2 separate regions of the Sus scrofa genome follow, and region 1 is linked to region 2. A link is a contact called in public Hi-C data. All regions are on one chromosome and are shown on one strand. The core of a region is the stretch at or near the end of the contact, and the rest is flanking DNA. Distances in the headings are between cores, read along the strand shown.

The links. A called contact is a pair of places that touch in the nucleus more often than the background predicts.
Region 1: a contact with region 2 is called in a Hi-C map of liver, with 2.0 times the contacts expected there. The contact joins the promoter of MTBP here to the enhancer-like site in region 2. A contact is called at or near these places in 1 of 5 promoter capture datasets (liver), 22 of 47 Hi-C or Micro-C datasets (adipocytes, alveolar macrophages, blood and 13 more) and 1 of 2 datasets of contacts at active chromatin or transcription factors (skeletal muscle).

Annotation. Positions count from the first base shown.
Region 1 is chr4:18,606,453-18,609,953 of Sscrofa11.1, forward strand. It overlaps MTBP (mdm2-binding protein), which reads right to left and starts at 2,250. Exons shown (of 22, transcript XM_021088982.1): 1 at 1,997-2,250; 2 at 1,091-1,171. The coding sequence starts at 2,114. It overlaps MRPL13 (mitochondrial ribosomal protein L13), which reads left to right and starts at 2,467. Exons shown (of 7, transcript NM_001243415.1): 1 at 2,467-2,523. The coding sequence starts at 2,497.
Region 2 is chr4:18,464,536-18,467,787 of Sscrofa11.1, forward strand. The region is part of intron 4 of SNTB1 (beta-1-syntrophin); the gene reads left to right. Among named protein-coding and RNA genes, the nearest start is that of MTBP, 140 kb to the right of the region's middle. Within about 2 kb of position 1,841, at least 2 of the 83 cell types and tissues checked have an H3K27ac peak or open chromatin away from gene starts, as enhancers often do. A contact at or near this core is called in liver, where this site is marked.

The sequences.
Region 1 (3,501 bases), core at 1,000-3,499, 140 kb after region 2:
ATGAGAGAAAAGAGAAAGAAGCAGACTGTATAGTCATGAGAACTATAAAATTATCAAAACAAGTATGCTTTCCCTGGCATCTCCAGAAACTTCCTTTGGCTTTTAGACCTGTTTTGGTATCTCCTTTTTCTAAGCCTTTGAAAGACACTTCCAAGAAAAGGAAGTAAAAGAGAGGACAACCATCAAAGGATTAAGTAAATGGATTTGTATAACACCAACAGAAACCAAAGGAGAAAGATTTTTATAAAGTAAAGGGTGGTCCAAAATGTTGAATACTTGAGTTCCCCGGTGGCTCTGTGGGTTAAGGATCTGGCATTGTCATTGCTGTAGCCAGGGAAACTTCTGCATGCCAGGGGTGCAGCCCCTCTGCCAAAAAAAATTTCAAACACTTAAAAAGTTAAAGCAGGTAAGAATGGAGAAAAGATTACTGTGTTTAACCATTACAAAGTGGAGTTCCCATCGTGGCTCAGCAGAAACAAATCTGACTAGCATTCATGAGGACACAAGTTCAATCTGTGGCCTTGCTCAGTGGGTTAAGGATCTGACGTTGCCACAGACTCGGCTCAGATCCTGAGTTGCTGTGGCTGTGGTGTAGGCCAGCAGCTACAGCCAACTTGACCCCTAGCCTGGGAACCTCCATATGCCGAGGGTATGGCCCTAAAAAAAGACAAAAAAAAAAAAAAAAAAAAGAAGTGCTTTTAAGAAAATCAATAAGAGGTAAGGGTGGGGAAAAAAGTTAAGGAAATGGGTGTAAGAGCATTACTATCATATTTGTACTCAGGATATCGTAAATCCTCCTTATAAGGCCACATTATCTAATAAAAAGCTCACGATGGGCAAGACAATCTCATAAAGGGAACAAAACTCAAACCGAGAAACTAAAATAATTTTCAAGACTACTTTCTGACATCCAAGCATCAGGAGGAAAGGGATACTGTCTTTTCCATTTTGTATTTCTTTCCCTACCTCCCTATTATCAGTGATGTGTACAGTCAACAAGTGTTCCTTGGATTTCCATGTGACCAAGTTAATTAAATGTATTTCCAATACAAATGCTGTGCCATAAAAGAGGGATTTATGTTACACTTACCAGGGAAAGTACTATCTTCTGGATTAATCGAAGCACTAATGCTTCTTTTCAGGAGGTGATAAACATTTGCTGCCCTTAAGTCTGAAAAAGAAATAGCAAACTAACAGAGTCAAGAGTTATGTAATCTAGACCTTTTCTAAGAGGCTCTTAAGCACAATATGTTGTACATAAAAGAACTATACACTGTTCAAATTTTGGTATGCTAAATCTAAAGCTAGCAAGGTTAAAACAAGTAAAGTTCCCGGTTTGCACATGCTTGCCAGTTAACACAAATCCAAAATTCCCCCCAAAGAATAATTTTACATGGAAAAGAGAAATCCTGTTACAATACTCTGTACACAACCACACATACACTTCCTCCTCAAAATGACACTCTATCAAAACAAACTAAATAAAATGCAGATCCTAGACAAGAACACCAAAAACCAGTGCAATCTCAAGCGATCAGAATTGTTTTAAATTTATCATTTGCTTTTTAACTTAGTTTATGCGGAATGTCTCTTCCCATTAAGATGTAAATTCTAGCAAAGTAAGATCTTTTCCATCTCGTTCTTAGGTATTACCTGCATTTGGAACACAGGAGGCAGAACTGCTTATTGAATGCATATCTGTCCAAAGGTCAGAAATTCCATTTCCACGGCACAGAGAATTTACTCAGATTTTTAATGTGTCGGGAACTTTGGAGCGCTGGAATCTTGCATCCACAAATCTGCCCCTATTTTTCCACGAAGATAGTTTTTTTTTTTTTTTTTTTTTTTTTTTTTTAGCCTTTACCAGGTCGATCCCAGATAGAGTGACACCTTCTTAGGACAACTCGATACATGTCCCTCCCCAGCAAAACTTGATCACAATTTTTTTTTCTCCTCCCTGAAAACCGTTCCCGCTCTTTCTCAGCCCTGAGCTTACCCGGCTGCTTCTCGGTACACACAACAGACGAAACCCCTGGCTCGTGCTCCGCCTCCGCTCCCGCGGCGGACTGGACTTTTTCTTCCCCCCAGATCACAAGAAGTAGGTACCGATCCATCTCTCAGAGCTGAGCCCCTGTTTCACGTCTCCGCTCCCAAATCCAAACAGTCCCGCGCAAAAGATGCACTTCCGGTTCCCTTCTACTTAGGTCGGCTGGAAACTGCGTTCTCCACCGATTTTCCGCAGCTTTTCCAGCAAGCTTCCAGCAAGCAAACTATTTTTGGGGATTATTCTGTAAAGAAGTGCATCATTTCCTCCCTTCATAGCGGAATTGCTACTGTAGGAAGATTGGAAGCGATGCAAGAAAAGCGGAGAAGTAGATGAGTGTTGGCTGGCCTAGGAACTGACATGCTCAGCTCTATGCGTTTCCTGCCGAGCCCGTGATGCGGCGGGACACATCTTGGATCTTGAGAAAGGGAAGGTCTTGCTGCTGGGGAAACATGTCGAGTTTCTCCAAGGCGCCCCAGGTGAGTTCAAGGTCTTGTAGCTTCATTACGCTGGCAGAAGGAGGTCGGATTTAGTGAAGCTGAGTCGGATAGGAAGCTGGGTCCTTGGACTAGAAGATGTCTCGGTGAAACACGAACCAGGGTTGTGATTCTGGCCACCACTTGCTGTAGTTTTCTTGGAACTCCTACCCTCCCGTTTTCAGTCTACCCTTATTCCCACCTTCACCTTCCCGCCCACCTCTGTCTCGGGAAGACTTATTAGGAAGGAAGTCAGAGAGGTAATGAGATGAATCACATTGGGCGTGGTAGACTATTGTAAGAGTTTTATTTACCGAGCAAAGCAAAGTAAGGACCGACTGGAAGGTTTTGAACCAAAGAGTAACTAATCTCACTTGGGTGTTAAAAGGAGCACTCTGACTGCTGAATAGACTGTTTAGAGATGGGGGTTGGTGGAGGATACAAGCTAAGAATCTATTTGAAGGTTATTGCAACAATCTAGGCTCCACACGTTAGTGGCACAAGCCAGGCTTAGTAACAGTGCCAAAAAGTGGTCACGTTCTTTTTCAAGGTGGAGCCAGTAGGATTTACTGAAGGATTGAATGTGGGCCGACAGTAAAAGAAGAGACAAGGATTATTCCAAGGTTTTTTATTTCAACAAGCAGAAGGATGTTCCATCAGCGGAGATAAGGAAGGCTGAAATTGAAGCAGGGTTCAGAAGGAAGAGCAGGAGTTCAGTTTTGGGTACGTTGATCTAAGAAGCCACTTAGCCTAATCTTGCTCCAGCTGTGATTCCTTCCTTGGACTGTTACTTGTCTCTGATGAGGTAAATACAGGAAGTAAAACGAAACATTAAAAAAACCAAAAACCTAGCAATTTGACATTGTGGCAGGATCTTAATTGTTTATCAAAGTTTTTTTCTATCACAGTATTTGGTCTGCAATGGATTGGAAAAGAACTAATCTTTTGTTACACATGGTTTAGGAAACACTGTAGTGCCTA
Region 2 (3,252 bases), core at 591-3,090:
GTCATTAGTGATCAAAGGAGCCCTTTTATCCTATTCAAATCACAGAGTGTTGTCAAAATTTCTGTCTACTCTTCCACCAACTGTGAAACCCTTGAAAGATTCAGATTTATGCATGGACGTCAGTTACCACTTCTCATCTTGCAGGCCTGGCTGCCCAGGGAGATGCTCAGCACCCAGTTATTCCCAGGCAGTGCTGAAACCTAGTTTTGGTTACGGTAAACCTTTCCTCCGTTCTACCCCAATCATTTTACCCCAGCTTGGCCATAGCATCAACCCCTTGTTTTGCAGTTCCTCCCTTTTTCTTCCCTGAACCTGAGATTTTCAGATATTCATTTCAAAAGGATATGAGTTGGATTTTATCCAGCGTTTTTAGGTAGAGTTTTCAAGATGTCTAGTCTTCTACTGCTAGAGTGAAATATAAGCGATAGGTTCATTGAGATTGCTTTAAACCTATGCATTAATTTAGAGAAGAGTGACATCTTTATAAATGATGAGTATTCCCTTCCAAGAGCTAGATATTTGTTTAGATTTTGTTTGAGTTCCTCCATTTGACTTGTTTAAAATAAAAAATTTCTTTATGTGGATTTGTATTTCTTCTTTTTTATTTACTTTTAGCTGTTATACATAGGATCTTTCCAGTGTTCACTTTACTGACTGCATATATGAAGTCTATGATTTCCATGTATTAATTTTGTACCTAGCCCACCTGTTGAATTCTTCTATTACTTATTAAGTTTTCGCATGGCCTCTCCTGGGTTTTCCAGTTACACAGTTAACTCAGCCTCCATAAATATGTTGACTTTACCTTTGTCTTCCAATTTTTTTATGACTCTATTTTATTTCTTTTGCTGGATTGATAGTACTTTCTTTTAAAAAATTATTGGTGTATAGGTGATTTACAATGTTGTGTTAGTTTCAGGTTTACAACAAAGTGAATCAGTTATATATAAAGTATATCCATTTTTTTCCCATGTAGGTTATTACAAAATATAGAGTAGACCTCCCTGTGCTTTAGAGTAGGTCCTTGTTAGTTATCTATTTTTTATATAGTAGTGTGTATGATACTACTTTTTTTTAACAGTGTTGTATAATAATGAGAGTAGAAAGCATTCTGGTATTTTCCTTTCCCTACCCTAATCAGGAATGCTACTCATGGTTTCTTGCTAAGCTTGACACTGGCTAGCTGGCAGATTCAAGTGACTGACATTTATGTAAGTCTTTAGAATTTAAAAGCACTTTTCTGTACATTGTCATGTTGAATTCTCACCACCACCTGGCTTTGTGAGACACAGAAAATGACCAATTTGTTCAATTTTCTTTAAAGACAACTTATTGAAAATTGTACCTGAGTGGGTAGTGACCTTCAATTGTACGTTCCAGTGAAAGTTTTATCCCCTTTTGGGTACCAGATGTAGTCATGAGACTTGCCTATTCGCAGACTTGCTATTATCTATTTCTTACTGAAAACTCAAACCAGGTCTTCTCTTTAACTAAAAAGCAAGTGAGAAGAATCAAAAAGTAGTGTAATGTTTGGGACTGAACTATATACGTCTCCGTGCAAACTTTTAAGATAATCGCTATGGCTTTGGGATGCTTGTATAAAGCACTGCAAAACCCTGGTTTGTTCTGTTTGTATTTATACAATTGGTGGTATTCACTAAGGTTGCTGTGTAAGGTATGTATGGTTCCTGTACTTGTGAGATTTCCCAGCAGTGGGAACCGGTAGGGGCAAAATCCAACTGACATTCCACTTGCCAAGCCTCCTGTGTTGGGCTGTGGCAGGAGCCTGACCCCACCAGGAGAAGGTACCCTTTTTGTTCAACATGATGACAATCCATAGCTAAAGGGTAGCTCTGCAGGGCTGCCTCTTCCCAGAAGAGGGCACCTTTTCCTAATTCTCTTAAAGAGCCCATAAGGCCGATACCACAAGCCATGGATTAAACTCGCTCCCCTAAAGCACAATTCTGTACACGGCTCACAGGAGTTCCAGTGCATATTCGTGCTAGTGTCATGCAGGGGTTTTGCCTGATCTAGACTTTGTTTTAACAGATGTGAGCTGATCTTTGCAGAAGGTCTCCTTTTCTGTCCCCTTCTCTCTCTCTTCTCCTTCTGGCACCCCTATAAATGGATGTTGGTGTGTTTCACGTTGTCCCAGAGGTCTCTGAGACTCTCTTCATTTGTTTTTAATCTTTTTTCTCTTTTCTGTTCTGCATCCGTAATTTCCACTAATCTGTCCGCCACCTCGCTTATTCCTTCTTCTGCCTCCTGTATTCTGCTGTTAGCTGCTTCTAGTTATTTTATTTTGTATCTCTTCTTGTTTAAGTTTTATATCTTGTATCTCTTTGCTCAGTGTTTCCTGTAAGTTATCCATCTTTGCTTCCAGTTTATTTCCAATGTCTTGCATCATCTTCAGCATGGACAGTCTAAAATCTTTTTCCTGGAGGCTGAGAATCTCCTCATCGCTTAGCTAACTTTCTGGGGTTTTTCCTTTCTCCCTCATCTGAGTTATAGTTCTCTTCCTTTTTATTTGTATAGGTTTTTGGTTTGGTGACCTTTTTACAGGTAATAGAGTTGTAGCCTCTCTTACTTCTGATGTCTGCCCCCCTGTGGCTGAAGTCAGTATGGGGGGCTTGCTGTAGGCTTCCTGATGGGAGGGGCTGATGCGTGCCCCCTGGTAGGTGGAGCCAATTCTAATCCCTCTGGTGGGTGCGGCTTAGTCTCTGGATGGGATTAGAGGCAGCTGTGTGTCTGAGGGGTTTTAGGTAGCCTATTTACTGAGGGGTGGGGTTGTGATCCTACCTGGGTTGTTGTTTGCCTTGGGGCTTCTCAGCAGCTGACTGATGGATGAGGCCAGATTTTCCCAAAATGGCCACCTCCAGAGAAAGGCATGGCTGCTGAATATTCCCGAGAGCTTTGCCTTCAATGTCCTTCCCTCACAATAAGCCACATTCACCCCTATTTTCCTAGGATGTCCTCCAAGAACTGTGGTCAGGTTTGACCCATATTCCCTTGGAGACTTTGCTTTGCCCTGGGACTCAGTGCACGTGAAAGTCTGTGTGTGCCTTTTAAGAATGGGGTCTCCGTTTCCCCCGTGGAGCTCCTGCGCATGAGCCCCACTGGCCTTCAATGCCAGATGCTCCGGGGCTCTTTCTCCCGGTGCCAGTTCCCCACACGTGAGAGTTTGATGTGTGGCTCAGAACTCTCACTCCTGTAGGTGAGTCTCTGAGAACCGGTTAGTTTCCAGTCTGTGGA